2 separate regions of the Mus musculus genome follow, and region 2 is linked to region 1. Evidence: chromatin contacts called from public HiChIP or PLAC-seq data. All regions are on one chromosome and are shown on one strand. Each heading gives the region's core, a stretch centred on a gene start, on an enhancer-like site or on the middle of the called end of the contact. The rest is flanking DNA. Distances are from core to core; before and after follow the strand shown. Region 1 has its middle 81 kb from the start of Trmt9b. Region 2 overlaps Dlc1 (deleted in liver cancer 1).

Region 1 (7,182 bases), core at 2,826-5,325:
CTGGTGACCAGGCACCCAATATGGCCAGATCCATTCACACCGACCTTCACCATTTTGTCTACGGAATGAGGCTGGCACTGCACAAAAAGATGAGGCTGTCTCTGGAACAGGGAGGAGCAGAGAGTCCCATTATTACATCTTTAGGCACATCTGCTATACTGGTCATAGGATACTGCTTTTAACGCTTCCATAGCACATTTCAGTTCCATAGGGGAAAAAGCACATGGCTGAGGTTAGCCCTTTTATAGCACTGCTTGAGACTCTCATAATCATAGAGCCTCCCTTGTCTACCCATACTTAAACAGATAGACTAACTTTTTATCTTTAACTCCTAAATCGGTGTGTTTCTTCTTCCCCCTTTAAAACACTGTCAGGGCCTTTTTACAAAGCTATTTGCTGTGTTCTCAAAACTAGTCACAGTGTCCCTGTCACCAAGCAACAATTTGGCCTTACTCAGATGGTTGGTGACATTTGCTTTGTAGCGATGGCTGTTTGCTTAGCTTTGGGGCTGAATGTTAGTTCTAGGCTCTTTCTGCCCCTTTGATTAGTTTAGCTTTGGTGTTTTAAATTCAAACACGAGAAAAAAAAAAACACCAGGCATCTTCTAAATGAGGGAGAGGGAATTGTTCAGAGGCACACGAGACTCATAGGAGACTGTTTTTAAAGGCCTTTCCCCAAAATTCTCTAGACAATAGAAGATTTCTGAAGTAGATACAGATTCTTAGGTCCTGTCCGTTGGGTAAGGAACTCTAGTGATGTCATTTTAATGAGTTGCCACCCATATGGTAATGGACTTTACAGTGACACAGCTGCCAGAGTCACCCATGTTCCTATAAGTAACCCTTTCCCTATGTTAGTATAGGTGATATGAGCACATTTACTGGTCCACCACGCTGGGCTTGGATGGGATCCTTTCTCCGGTCCATCATCATTGCCTGCTCTGAGAGTGAGGATAGAAATTGATTCCACAGGGAAAGCCATAAAACTCCATGCCTTTTTCAGCTAAACTTGATTTCCTGTTCCTTCTTTTTTTCTTTTTTCTTTTCTTTTTCCTACATACTGGGTTGATTCTGTTCTATAGAAGCCGCTGCTGACAACTTTATTTTCAGAATGGAGTCTTTGGTATTGCTAGCATGCTTTCCCAGAAGGTTGTACGGAGTAAGCCTTTGCATTTTAGCCATTCTCGGGTACTGTCCTTTGTCCAGCAGCTAATGTTCCGGAGCAAAAAAGAAAAGTCCTCCCCTAGCTCAGTGTGGCCTACAAGGCTCTCATGAGTGACTTGCAGCCATTCCCAAGGGATATTTTGGCTTTGGCTAATGGTCCAGCTTAAAAGGGATTTTGTGGGTCCCTCCTCATGTGTTCACTCTCTTTCCTGTGCAATCATGTGGTTGACAGGAGACAGAAGAGACCTGTAGAGCTTGTAGCTGCTGAGAGCTGGGCTGGTTGCTGCCGCCCACTCTTTCTTTTCACTCAAATGTGGTCTTTAATGCATCATTCCAAGTGAAATTGTATTCCTGTTTTTTCTTTTCTTCTGAAATATGATTGTTATTGTTGTTGTTATTGTTATTATTATTATCTGATTCAGGTGCCTGCCTTCCCTAAATCATTACATATCTCATGAAGCTTCCTGAAACCATGCAGAGTGGTTTTGTTTTCCCTCCTAGGACCTCAGATTCTTTTACAAAAATATTTAGTTTTACTTGCATGTATATGTATCTTAGTCTGCATGTATGAATATGCACCACTTATGTCCTGGAGGACAAGAAGGGGAATTTAATACTGAACTGGACATATAGGCATTTGTAAGATGCCACGAGGGTGCCAGGAACTGAACTTGGGTCTTCTGCCAGAGCAACACGTGGTTTAAACTATTGAGATGTCTCTCTAGTCCCGGGACCTCAGCGTTTGAGTCTCGGTTGAATTCTGCCCACGTTCCAGAGACAATTCAGTAGATTTCCCAAGTATACCCTTGGGTGGAAGATCGAAGCAGATTCTGCAGCTTCTATGCCATTCCCAGAGAGAAAGTTGTATGATAGAAGCTATGTCTCAAAGAATTATGTGTATTGATTACCATTCTGAACCAACCAGGCTTGGAAACATCTTTTGAATCTACAACAGTCTTGGAAATCCACTGCATTTATAATTTATGAACGACATTGAGTTCTTTACTATGAGCAGTGCAGAAACTTTAAGCTCATTTCTGTAAATTTGTGTTTTATAACCTACACATAAATAAAATCTTTAAATATACTTCATGTTAAGGTTTTCATACAGACTTATAGATAATATCATTTAAATTATGCTCCTGGCTCTGCCTATAAAAGGGAGAAAAGACTGAGGGAGGCAGTATGATTAAATATAGAGCCAAGGCCCTGACTATCTGACAGACCTGGGATTGAATTTTGGCTCTGTCCTGTCTGTGTGACTTTGAGTAGGTCACTTCATCTCACAGAGTCTGTTTTCTCATGGCGAATGTGAGAGTTTATGACACCGAGGTCTGAAAATGTTTGGACTTAGCAAGAACGGAGACCGGAGAACGATGATTCATGGCCTTAGACATGCTAAATGTTAGACATGGTGGAGCTTTAAAAAAAACAATACCTACAGGGAGTTGAACTAAGAGGACAGCTAGGACAGTCTTTGCTGCAGAGTGAGACCCGGTGTCTAAGAAACAAGACAGGAAGAGAAGGCAAACAAAAGTAAGCCAAGCAACAGTAACAGAACACACCAGCCCAGGTAGCAGACTCAGAGAGTCTTCAACAGCACTTTCGGGGGACAAAATGCACCGGGGCAGCATTTACAAAGCGTCACAGGAGGCGCTGATACATAAGTCGGGCCCTGCGTCTCGAAGCTCTGTCCTTGGCTGTATACACATTGGCTCTGTCATGCCTCTTTCAGGAGTTGCTGCTCTAACATGGTGAGATGTTCCTACTCAATCCCGGTGATACATTGCTAGTTTGTTAGCTAGTAATACAGTTGCTCTATTGTACTGCATGGTAGCTCTTGTGCTAAATGTTTGAAACACACACACACACACACACACACACACACACACACACACACAATCACACTCACTCTCTCACACGCACTCCCAAAATAGAAGCACACTGTTCTACTGCCTGCTCTCTTGTGCTGTTTTGGGAGAGATGTCAGCCAATTCTTAGCATTGTCCTATACAGTGTGCCCTTTATCTTTTGTGAGAATTTACCTTTTAGTTAACTTTTAAAATTTGATTGCAATGGACTCTGATTTGGACTCCTTTGTGCTTATCTGACTTGGGTTGTTTGAACAGCTTGGATCAGTGATAACTTTATCATCCCATGTCGCAAATCTACTCTCTCTCTCTCTCTCTCTCTCTCTCTCTCTCTCTCTCTCTCTCTCTCTCTCTCTCTCTCCCTCTCTCCCTCCCTCTCTCCCTTCCTTTCCCCTCCCTCCCTTCCTCCTTCCTTCCTTTTTGAGCTAGGGAACAATTTTATTGAAGTTTAAAAGAAAAGCCCCAGGGCAAGCAAGCTGTTAAGGCTCATCAGCTGCCTGGAAGAGGGCTTAGAAAAGAGGGGAAAAGCCACGCCCACTGAGCTAAAGGAGATCAGCCACTTGGAGAGCTAGTAGCCATGTGGCAGGAATGGGAGGTTTAGTGAGCCTTAAGGAAAACATGCTATAGATAGCTAGAAAGAAGAACAGGGTAAGTTAGACTTTCATGAGTAATTCTGCAAACTGAGCAGGCTAACAAAGCTGTGTGGCTACTGCTCGGTAAGGACTTGCCCGCCATTATGTTTTAAAAAGTTGTGTGTGTGTGTGTGTGTGTGTGTGTGTGTTTGTCTGTGTCTGTGTGTGTATCTGTGTATATGTGTGTGTGAGTGTGTGTGTGTGTATCTGTGTGTGTGTGTGTATCTCTCTCTCTCTCTGTATCTGTGTGTGTGTGTGTGTGTGTATCTGTGTGTGCGTATCTGTGTGTATGTGTGTATCTGTGTGTGTGTTCTTTCTGGGATCCAAGTGGATGTGTGTTGTGTTGCCTGAGCTTGCCCCCTGGGTCTGATACCTTTCATCTCCAGCTTTTCCAGCCTTGCTTTCTCATCTGTGTTACTGATTTCACGTAAGCCACTAAGCTCATCTGAGGAACTCACTGTTTCGCCTGGGAACTCTCTCAGCTCATGTTCCATTACTCGATCTATGCAGGCTCACTGTGTGCCCTAGACTTCTAGGGCTGCTTCTCTTAAGTACATTAAATTAGGCAGGATCTTAGAGCCCAGCCTAGACATCTGTCTACAGTTAAAGTCAGAGAACAGGGAGACATGTCCCAGGGAGGATATGAAGGGGCCAAAAGAGACCTCACCACTCACCTAACAAATGTCACAGCTTGAGAAACAGAACAACCAGTGTTCATAAAGTACATCACTAAGGACGAGTCAGAAAGGCGGGAGGAAACGGGGACTCCAGAAGTCATTTATTTTAATACTAGAGATTGAACCCACAGTCTTACATATGCTCTACCAGTGAGCTATATCCCAGACCTGAAAAAAATCAAAATCATTATCCTATTAAAACAGAATTTGTATTTCTGACAATATGGTAGCCGTGGTTCTCTGTGAAAGCATATTGTGATGAGATAGCACACTTTAGAGTTACCACTCAGGGTGACAGTTCATCCAGGGATAGTGACTGGCGATTGCAAAACACCCAGAAAGCATGGATCTTGGCATACGGTGTGGGCCGCACAGAATCCAATTTCTTAGAATTACTCTTCTCGTATTCTAGGTCATTTCTTTAAAAAGAGTTTGGTCAAAAATTCAGCAACCAATGGCCACAGAGCAGAAAGCACTTATCGACATATCCTCACTTTCTTCTAGCATTTCAGATAAGCCAGAGCTAATATAAAAGCCTCATAAAATTCTTATCTACCGCTTGATATTCTGCTCATTAAAAAAGCCAGTACCATGCATGGTTAGCTATCCATCAGCAGCAGAATTACTGTACTTGTTAGAGATGAATAAATGAGGTGGCCCTTACTTGCTTATTCTTAGTGAGATAAGGAGGAACACAGCAGTGGGTCGCTTTCATTCCTGCTCAGATTGCCATCGCTCACTGAGTAACTACAGCCCTACATCCTTTAACAACTAGAATAGAGTCTAAGAGGCAATCTCTTGGTACTGCAAACATCACAAAGCACACTTACATAAGAAGAGATTAGACTTGGTACAAGAAAAAAATTACTCAATCTAGAGACTCTGTGCACCCGAGATCCATAAGCAGACTGCTCCCATGTGACAAGGCAGGCTGTCTCACAGTTGACATGTATGAATAGAAGTGAACTCCAAAATGACCATAAAAGTTAGTATAATGAATATCAGTACTGGTAATACAGTCATTTATCATCAGGACCAAGTATCATGTACCATAATAATCACACTGCTATACTTTTACAGGTTCCATAGTATGGTAGCTTTGTCTGTAGTAACATAACCATGAACATGAGTAACTCGTATTCTATAACATTAAAAACACTGTATTTAAAAAGTAAGCTACCAGCCCAGGGTGGTAGTGGTGTATACCTTTAACTGCAGCATTCAGGTGGCAGAAGTAGGCAGATCTCTGAGTTTGAGGTAAGCTTGGTCTACAGAGTAAGTTCCAGGCTACCCAGGGTGACACAGAGAAACCCTATCTCAAAACAACCACAAAAACAAAACGTGTAAGCTCCATTTTCATCTTATGAGACTCTTGCATATTGACTATGACAATGATAATTGGCTCTGATTATGACAATATCCTGATGGATGTGACTGTATTTGACAGTTCTCTAGGTGGCCATCACTGAGTTATAGACAAAAATAAACAAGGTGGAAGTAGAACACTTTTGTCTCTACTATTGGTCTTAAAAGAAAACGAAAAGACTAGAACAAATAGTATAGAATTTTAAAGAGCTTGGTGGATCCCATGTGTACCAATTGGTACCAACAACCACCAAGCAAGGGGGAAGTTTTCCCCACTCCCCACCTCCCTCACTGAAACAAATATAAATATGAAAAAAAAAATTTTTTTTGGGTAATCCGTATTATGAAAAAGTGGCACCTAACTCTAAAGAGCTGACAACTGTGGAAATAAAGCTAACATGGGAAAGAAGGATCAACAGACTCAGTGACGTAAGAAGACAATAACGTATCCTAAGGCAAGAACGTTGGCTCTGAAAAGGAAGTAGAGCCCTGAAACCACTTAAATAATGAGAGGAGGTACGGTTAGTTGTTTTATTGCTGCAACAAATTACCTGACAGAACAACTTAAGGAAGGAAGAGGGAGTGTTTGTTTGTTTGTTTGTTTGTTTACAGTTCTAGGTTAAGCAGTCTGTCTTGGCAGGGAATGGGGTGGCAGTAGGAAGAGGAGGTGGCTGGTCACAGTAAGTCCTTAGTCAGAAAACAGAGATAAATGCTGTGCTGAGCTCTCCTTCTCCGTGTATTCAGTCTGGGACACTAGCTCAGTGAACAGTACTACCCACGTATATGGCAGATCTTCTTACTTCAATTTAATAATCTAAATAAGCCCTCACAACTATACTCAGGGACCTATTTCCACGGGAATCCCCAATCGCATCTAGTTGATAGTCGAGATTGACCCTCACAGAAGATACCCTTTCGGATGTTTGATGTATAAATAGCCAGCGTTGTACATCACGTAAGTACAGTTCAGAATGTCTTCCTTACACTCTCTCTAGCATTCTTGGAGACCTAGTGACTCAGAACACATACCAGCTCCTGCACATCAAACACAGTAAATAAATAAATGATTTTAAATCTCAGGAAAGAGGAACGCTCACCCTTTCCACCTTTGGTGGGCACCTCAATCTCGAAGCAACAAGACATCAGTTGGTATGGGCTTGGATGGGATCCTTTCTCCGGTCCATCATCATTGCCTGCTCTGAGAGTGGAGGATAGAAATTGATTCCACAGGGAAAGCCATAACCCACCCCCCCACACCACCCCCACCGCTGAGCATCTACAACACAAGCTCTACATCTCAGGCTCAGGGAACCCCATGAAAGGTGTTTATGTTTGTCTGTCTGCCCTCAGCCTGGGAAATGTTGGGAGAGTTCCAGGTACCCATACTCCTAATAATTTACTACGCTAAGTTTTAGGCAACCCTAGAAATAAGATCCATATTCTTTCAGTACATGCTGGAGAAATGACAATTGCC
Region 2 (7,182 bases), core at 2,364-4,863, 230 kb after region 1:
TGGAATCATTTAGTTACTCAAGTGTTCCTCTAGGGCCTGGGAGTTTGTAAAGTCCCAAGTGATTTGTTAAGTCAGCCCCAGAGAATCCCCTTCCCAGTGGGAAGTCCTGTGGGGAGCTTCTAAGGCCAGGCTGCTGACTGCACCCCACCTATGCCCACTCTGCCACCCAATACTACCCGCCCCTCAACTGATCCAGCATCCCTGGCTTCTCCCTACCCACGCCCCTTAGTCTTCCTTCTTCTTCAGCGTGTACCATGTATGTTCCCTGAGCCCTCTCTGTAAGCTCCAAGAATAAGTCTGTCCACTTCGTTCACGGATCTCCCCCAAGTTCCACCCTATTTTGTGGCAGTGTGGTCCTCCAGTAAATAAATAACTGTGTAGCTAAACCATTGATTTAATTTTCATTCCAGTAATCGTTAATTTTGATTAACAACTACAGCAAGAAATACACTTTACAGATTAACATGCATGGATACAACAGTAACATCTGAGTGCAGATGTATGTATGTATGTATGTATGTGCATGTAAACCTCAGGTTTCATACAACAGTTACAGGCTCTCTAAGCGTCTGCCTCTGCACTGGTATTTCCTTTCTGCCTACCATCCCTTCTCTAGGACATATTCCCTAACCTTTAACATCCAGAATTCTCTACAAACTATTTTAGGAACATTTCCCAACATTGTGTACATTTGTTGATGCTTCTGCTGCCAAAAATGTATAAACTGCTTTTTAAGGAAGCAATGCTCTGATTTGTTTCATGAAAGGTTATGTTCATGAATTCAGAGAACACAATACCCTAAACACTTGCTTCTGCATGGATCCCCAGGCCCCAAACCAAGCTTAATTTTCACAGAAAACCCTCCAGTCTATTAAAAAAAACTCTTAGAATTATATATATATGTATATTACTATCTATCTATAATACTGTGTTATATATAAAGATATATTTTATATATTTTTAAAATATATATTATACATCAGTATAAATATGTATGTATGTATGTATGTATTCTTTAAAGTTTTACTTCTTCCCTGGCATTCTGAGTCCTGGGGAGGCAGGGAACAGGGTGCTGACATACACATGGGACTTTTTCCTGTTATAAGGGTGTGGTCCGGAGTTTGGACAATCTGCTGGAATTCAGAGGCACCAGATGGTGTCCTCCGCCCAAAGAGTTTCTTGCCTATTCCACGGTAGGGAGCTCTTAAATCACTCATGTGGCTCTCAGTACTATTAAAGAAAAAAAAAGAAAAGATGGAAGCTTGGGGCGTTTTCTATCTACCCTCTTGATCTGTTGAAGATTGGAGACAGAGATGCTGCTTTCTAGGAAAGAAAATTCCTAGAAATAATCTAAGGAGGGGGATAAAGAAGCCACTTTCCCCCCTGTGATGTGATGACAGCTTAATAAAGGGTTTTACTCTGAAAGAAGGAAACCTCCTCCATGGAGACATTCCACAAGCCTGCACCCGGACCGACCGAGCACTTGAGATGACACCTCAATGAAGCAGAAATCACGGCAAGTGAAATTTCCTCTGGGGAATCCTTTTGCCCAAGCAATTGCAAAGTACTGCTTTTAACCACTCAAACCAGGCCAGGGAGTGGTTCCCGTCACTGCCATGGTGTGCAGAAGTGAGGTCCCGAGTGACAGGGCTGTCAGGAACTCCAGCCTCCACATTAATGTACTTTATTCCCAGGAATAGAAAATATCTCCCAGCTAATCAAAAACGGGCATCCGCGCTCCAGGATGAAGAGGTCAAACTGAGGAGGACCTGAGCTACTGAGGAGATAGGTGCAGCAACATCCCCTCTCTCTAGTTCTTGGCAGTCTAGAGTGGGATAAAAATAGACCTTTGCTGCAGCACCTCTCTACCCCATCCGCCCCACAGCCCCCATCCTGCTTTTATGTCCCATGATGATATTGGACTGTAAAGCTCATTACTTTGAATGGCAATTAAGAAAAAGAAAGTCCATTAGGACAGCACCCCTCCCCCATCTGTCAATCAATATACATATGTTAATGCATTTCTAGGACTCTATATCGAACACTTAAAGACTTCCAATTATATGCTAAGGAAAATTAGGTCTTAGGGTGCTAACTACAGACATTAAGACAGCTTCAAAAAAAAAAGAAGTGTCATAGCTTTAAGGTGCCTTATTTTCTAAAGCCTCAAGTTTGTAAAAGGTCATGTCTTGAGGTTGTACAATCAGTTTCCCTTTACCACTTCCGAAGGCCAAATACCTGATTACAGTCCTACAGCCTGCCCCATCTCTGTACCATTCATCGATCATTTCTCTCCGCAAAATAGCAAAGCTTACCATTCTGCAAAGGTCAGCTCCCCATCTAGCCGTTTGCCCCAGGGTCCTCCAGGAGGAATAGAACAGAGAAAATAAGACACTGAAAATCAGGATGTTACCTGAGCCTAAAATTAGAGATAAAGGGGATGGGAAGGTATTCCGACGGAAACAAAACAGCAGCAGACACAAAAGCAAAACCAGTCTAGTTAGTTAAGCCTTAAGCCTCTTCTGATAGAGAGAGAGAGAGAGAGAGAGAGAGAGAGAGAGAGAGAGAGAGGAGGGAGGGAGGGAGGGAGGAAGGGAGGAAGGAAGGGAGAAAAGAAGGAAAAAAGAAAGAAAGAAAATTAAGAAAAGAGTGAACTACAATGCTATGGTTTAACAAAGACCAATGAAAACACAATGAGGCCAGTGCTAGTTAAAGGTGTAAGTTTGCCTCCTCCTTTGGTCTAACCTCAAGCAAAAAGGCTGGCGTTTTTGTTTGGGTTGGGTTTTTGGTGGTTTGATGATTTAAGTTACATGGTGTGATGAGAGTGGGATATCCCCTTACCCAGTCAAATCTGTACTAAAAAAAAAAAGATAAATATATCAAAATATAGAAATTAATATATATAAATATACTTCAAAATATAAAAAGCATATTCCCATCTTCCAGATGGATTAAGAAATCATTTTCTTTAAAATTGCTTAGGACCCCAGCACCTGAAGTACACACAATTTGATAGTTGAATGTTAACTCACGTTGATCCCTATAAATACATAAAGGTTCCCATTTGGGGACCTTCCCAGTCTGTTTACACACACCAGCAGGAAGGGGTCCACAATGCTATCCCATTGACTGTGACCTTGGACATGGAACTTCTGTCCCAGCTGCCTCTCAGCAGGGGACAGGCTTTTCAAGGATGCCTTTGCAAAGTTCTGGAATTTCCCTTGGGGTGACTTTGACAGATGCACTCGCATCACACAAAATCCCCTTTCCATATCATTATAGCTTGGTTTGAAACGGGGAATTCAGTGGACATTGGCTGTCCTATGAGGCCTCTATTTTACCCAGATTGGAGAAAATATTCCGGTTCTGTCACCTGAGTGTGACAAAGTGCGGCTGTAGGGCAGAGCCATACCTGGGTCACAGACCATTTCACTCCAAAGGCCGTTTTCCTCACTGGCTTTCTAAGTATGGGGAGCCTGGGAGTGCCTCAACCTCAGGGTGTGGGAGCCTTTTGTCCCTCAGACATCCTTTGGAGACTCCTACAGGAGAAGGAAGGCGCCTCTGTGACAGGAATCAGGAAGTGACTTCCAGTTCGCTCCGCAGGACACTTAGAGGCGGGGTGGGTAAGAGATCAAAATGTGGGTGGTGTCACAGACAACTGAGGGCCCAGCTCACCAGAGCTTAGGGTTCCGTTAGCTTTGGATTTGTCCTCCACTAGTGGAGAAGCCGACTTGAAAAGGCCACCGAGTAGAGTTAGGCATGGAGAAAAAAAGTACTCAGTGTCATAAAAACCTACATCTGCTAACAGAACTAAACCTGGGGTCAGGGGTGATGAAGAGAAACCTTCCCATTGTGTTGGTTTGGCTTACAAAGTTTACCCGCAGCACCCAAAAGCCTTCCTTCTTAGCAGGAAGAAATTTTGCAAGATGCCAGGCAACTATTTCCATTGATCTCTAACACAGACACTTCTCTCAGAAACCAACCTCCCAACACCCTCACTGGAGAAGGCACTGCTTAGTCCAGCCCAGTGGAGGTCTGACTTTGTAGATGTGGTATTCTGAGACTCTCACAGACGGTAAGGACAGACGCTCTTGTCTCTCTATCTGCTAGGCTGCAATCACATTACACAGATACCCCCAGGAAACAGCAGTCTTTGCAAGACTCTGTCAGAACATTCTAGAAAAGCGTGACTCTTGACTGTGAGTGAGGCTCTGTAACATGCAGAGTTGTCTTCCCGTCTGCCACTACTTAGGATAGCAAGCAAGAAAAAAAAAAAAACCTAGTACAAAGAAGGTCTAGGCGGAATCATGCGATGATTAACTGTCCCCGGGAAGTCTCTCCACCCTTATCATGGCTCATCATAATCCCCCACAATGGGGCCACCTAAGGGAGAAGTGTTGACAGACAGGGCAGGCTGACAGACAAGACAGACCTCCCCAGCTGGAAATCTACCCTTTCCACATCAACTGAGTGTCCCCCTAGAGCAGGCCCCCCCTCCCACCCCAGCTCAACCTCAACAGAAAGAAATGAAATTATGAGATGAAGACGCTCCAGAAATAAACTATTTGTAAGTCCCCAGTAACCTCTGATGGCTAATTGTTACAATTGTTTCTATGGTATTGTTTCTATTGTGACTCTTTGTCTAATCTACGGATTTGATTGTAGGAATGTATTCAAGAAGAAAAAAAACCAAACCAAACCAAACCAAACCAAACCAAACCAAACCAAACCAAACCAAACCAAGGTACACACAAGGATGGGCACTGCGTATGGTTTCAGGAATGCCCTGGGAGCTTGAAACTTATTCCCTAAGGATAAAAGAGGGCCAGTGTAATTTGAGACTGAAAATAAAAAAGACCCACTACTGATCTCACACATTCAAAGCCGTAACGTGTACCTATAAAACAAATTGTAACCCTCCTGCGTGGTCTCCCTTCAAAGCCTACTCATACTTAACTCTGCATTCCTCCACCGGAAATGGCCAAAGTCAGAAATAGAGACAGCTGTGAAAAAGACAGATCTGTTCCAAAACCCGTTTTCCTTCTCAGTCCACAGCCCGAGGAAGAACGTGGGCTTGTGTTTTTCAGGTCAGGGCTGATATTAACTCTTCATAAACTGGGCATTCTAACTTGACCTTGACTACACAGGAGGGAACTTTTTACAGATGGGCCATGATTAAAAAAAAAAAAAAAAGACTAAGAGACAGCTATGCTTAGAGACTAGAATCATTCTTGGCCATTGTCTCTTAGCGCACATTATCACTGGCCTGTAGAATTGTTAAACGTGACAGCCACCTTTCCCCTTTTCTCCTGCTTTGTCTGGCGCGCCTGGAGCCTGGGGTACCTGGGCCAGGTTGGGTTCTGACGCTCTCTGTACAGCATGGAGACGTCAGGTCTGCACTGGTTTGGTAATATCCAGGGAGGAAGCAGAAACATCTGAGGTTATTTTTACTTCTGCAGGTCCTCTGGCTGTACAGGGTGGATCAAGTATTGTCTGGAGCCCTTTAGGACTCTTTTTTTTTTTTTTTTTTTTTTTTTTTTGCATGGCCTCATTTCCGTCTTCCTGTTGCTAGGAAAGGGAGTTAGGCATGAGAAACTTGTGTTTACAATACTGGCCCATCCTGTGCAGAACAAGGCTCTCTTCAAAAGAGTCCCATTTAGTTCACTCACTGTACTCTGGATGCCCCCAGCTCTTCTGGACCAAACCACCCTCCCTTGAATATTTCCAAATTGAGTATTTACTCGGTTAGGTCATAAAAATACCCCTCTCATTTAAACATTGCATCATGCTTTTAAGATCTCCACAGGGACACCCAGGAAAACCCAAGTACTAATTTTTGTATTTGAAGCCACCTCTTGGAGCCTCCTCACCGAGCCTCAGATTGGAAGTATCTTGCATGAGTCTCCTCTTTCCCCTTTAAGCCCCACATCGCTTCTACCAATAGGAGCTGGAGTACCAGACAGCTTAGAAGCCACTTGATTTAGTAATAGCTTGCTGCGGTCATAACACATCTATTGGCCTGTTCTATTGGTCTTTGTTCTTTTAACCACAATAAGGCCGAAGGGCAAACTGTCTTGCATGTATTCCACAATTAAAGAAAACTCCTTGGGTTGCTTCAGCATACTGAAATCTGAAATGGTTTACCATCCTCTTCACTCTTTGGAAAGTGGTGAGCATTAGAGCTACCAAAAAAAAAATAAATAAATAAAATAAATAAATAAATAAATAAATAGGGGAACTTAGAATACAAGTGACTGAGAGCAGCCTTCATCCACTCTAGGGCAAAGACCTAAGCTGGAGACCACATGTCTAGATTGCAGGCTCTATGACTTGGGGAAAAGTCAGCGCCTTATTCCTGGGCTTTTGGTGTCATTTGGCTCAGAAGAAAGTAAAGGCAATTTGTCAAAAGCAAACTCTGAGGGAAAAAGAAGAAAACCCAGCTTGAGAGAAAGTCTGTCTGCCTTGCTTCGCTTGAAACTCTCTGAACAGTAGTACTAATGAAAAAATTATGCACCCAGGCTAGGGCTTTGCTGCAAGTCTGGCACGCCTCAATAAAAGTGAACACAGGCGATCTCCAACATTTTCTCAGGAAATGTCTTGAAATAACTTCTGACGGCACATCTGCTAACCATTTGACACTCAGTCCTTCCTCAGGACTTTGGCTCTTCTGTTAGGGGGGCTGCTGCCTCGCAGGGCACCCCTCTGACCATCTGCTGCAATCTGCTTGCCAAGATGGCACCGGGTAGTCCATTAATTCCACCCTTATGGTCAGCAAATTATCCCGCAGAGGACTAGCCTGCAGTCCAGATGGAAGCAGAATTAGTCAACCTCTTAGAGCCGCTGATAGGTTTACATTTTGAGGGGCTGCAGTCCACTGGGCTATTATTTCCCCTCATCCCTTCAGAAAACAGATTTCTGCAGGGTTAAAAAAAAATGTAACTTGAGACTGGGCATTCTGCCTTCTCCAGAGCCTGATTTTTTTTTCCCCTACTCAAATGCGTCACATATGCCACCCCCACGAATCTTTTGGTAATGGATGGCCCGTGCCTAGGCTGCATTCCTCCGAATCACCAAGCCACAGCTTGAAACCACCTCTCGCCTCTAGAGAATGAGCCCATTGGTGACCACATTGGGTGTAAAAAGCCTCATTGAAAGCAAAACCGGATGGGGAGATATATTTTT

What was found. HiChIP or PLAC-seq counts read pairs in DNA pulled down with a chosen protein or histone mark.
Region 2: a contact with region 1 is called in an H3K27ac HiChIP or PLAC-seq map of extraembryonic endoderm stem cells, with 2.0 times the contacts expected there. The contact joins two enhancer-like sites. A contact is called at or near these places in 4 of 484 Hi-C or Micro-C datasets (cerebellum, embryonic stem cells, trophoblast stem cells and 1 more) and 6 of 115 datasets of contacts at active chromatin or transcription factors (astrocytes, cardiomyocytes, embryonic stem cells and 3 more).

Annotation. Positions count from the first base shown.
Region 1 is chr8:36,373,581-36,380,762 of GRCm38.p6, forward strand. It overlaps the pseudogene Gm5787. Among named protein-coding and RNA genes, the nearest start is that of Trmt9b, 81 kb to the right of the region's middle. Within about 2 kb of position 4,076, at least 15 of the 459 cell types and tissues checked have an H3K27ac peak or open chromatin away from gene starts, as enhancers often do. A contact at or near this core is called in extraembryonic endoderm stem cells, where this site is marked.
Region 2 is chr8:36,605,183-36,612,364 of GRCm38.p6, forward strand. The region is part of intron 5 of Dlc1 (deleted in liver cancer 1); the gene reads right to left. Among named protein-coding and RNA genes, the nearest start is that of Trmt9b, 150 kb to the left of the region's middle. Within about 2 kb of position 3,614, at least 42 of the 459 cell types and tissues checked have an H3K27ac peak or open chromatin away from gene starts, as enhancers often do. A contact at or near this core is called in extraembryonic endoderm stem cells, where this site is marked.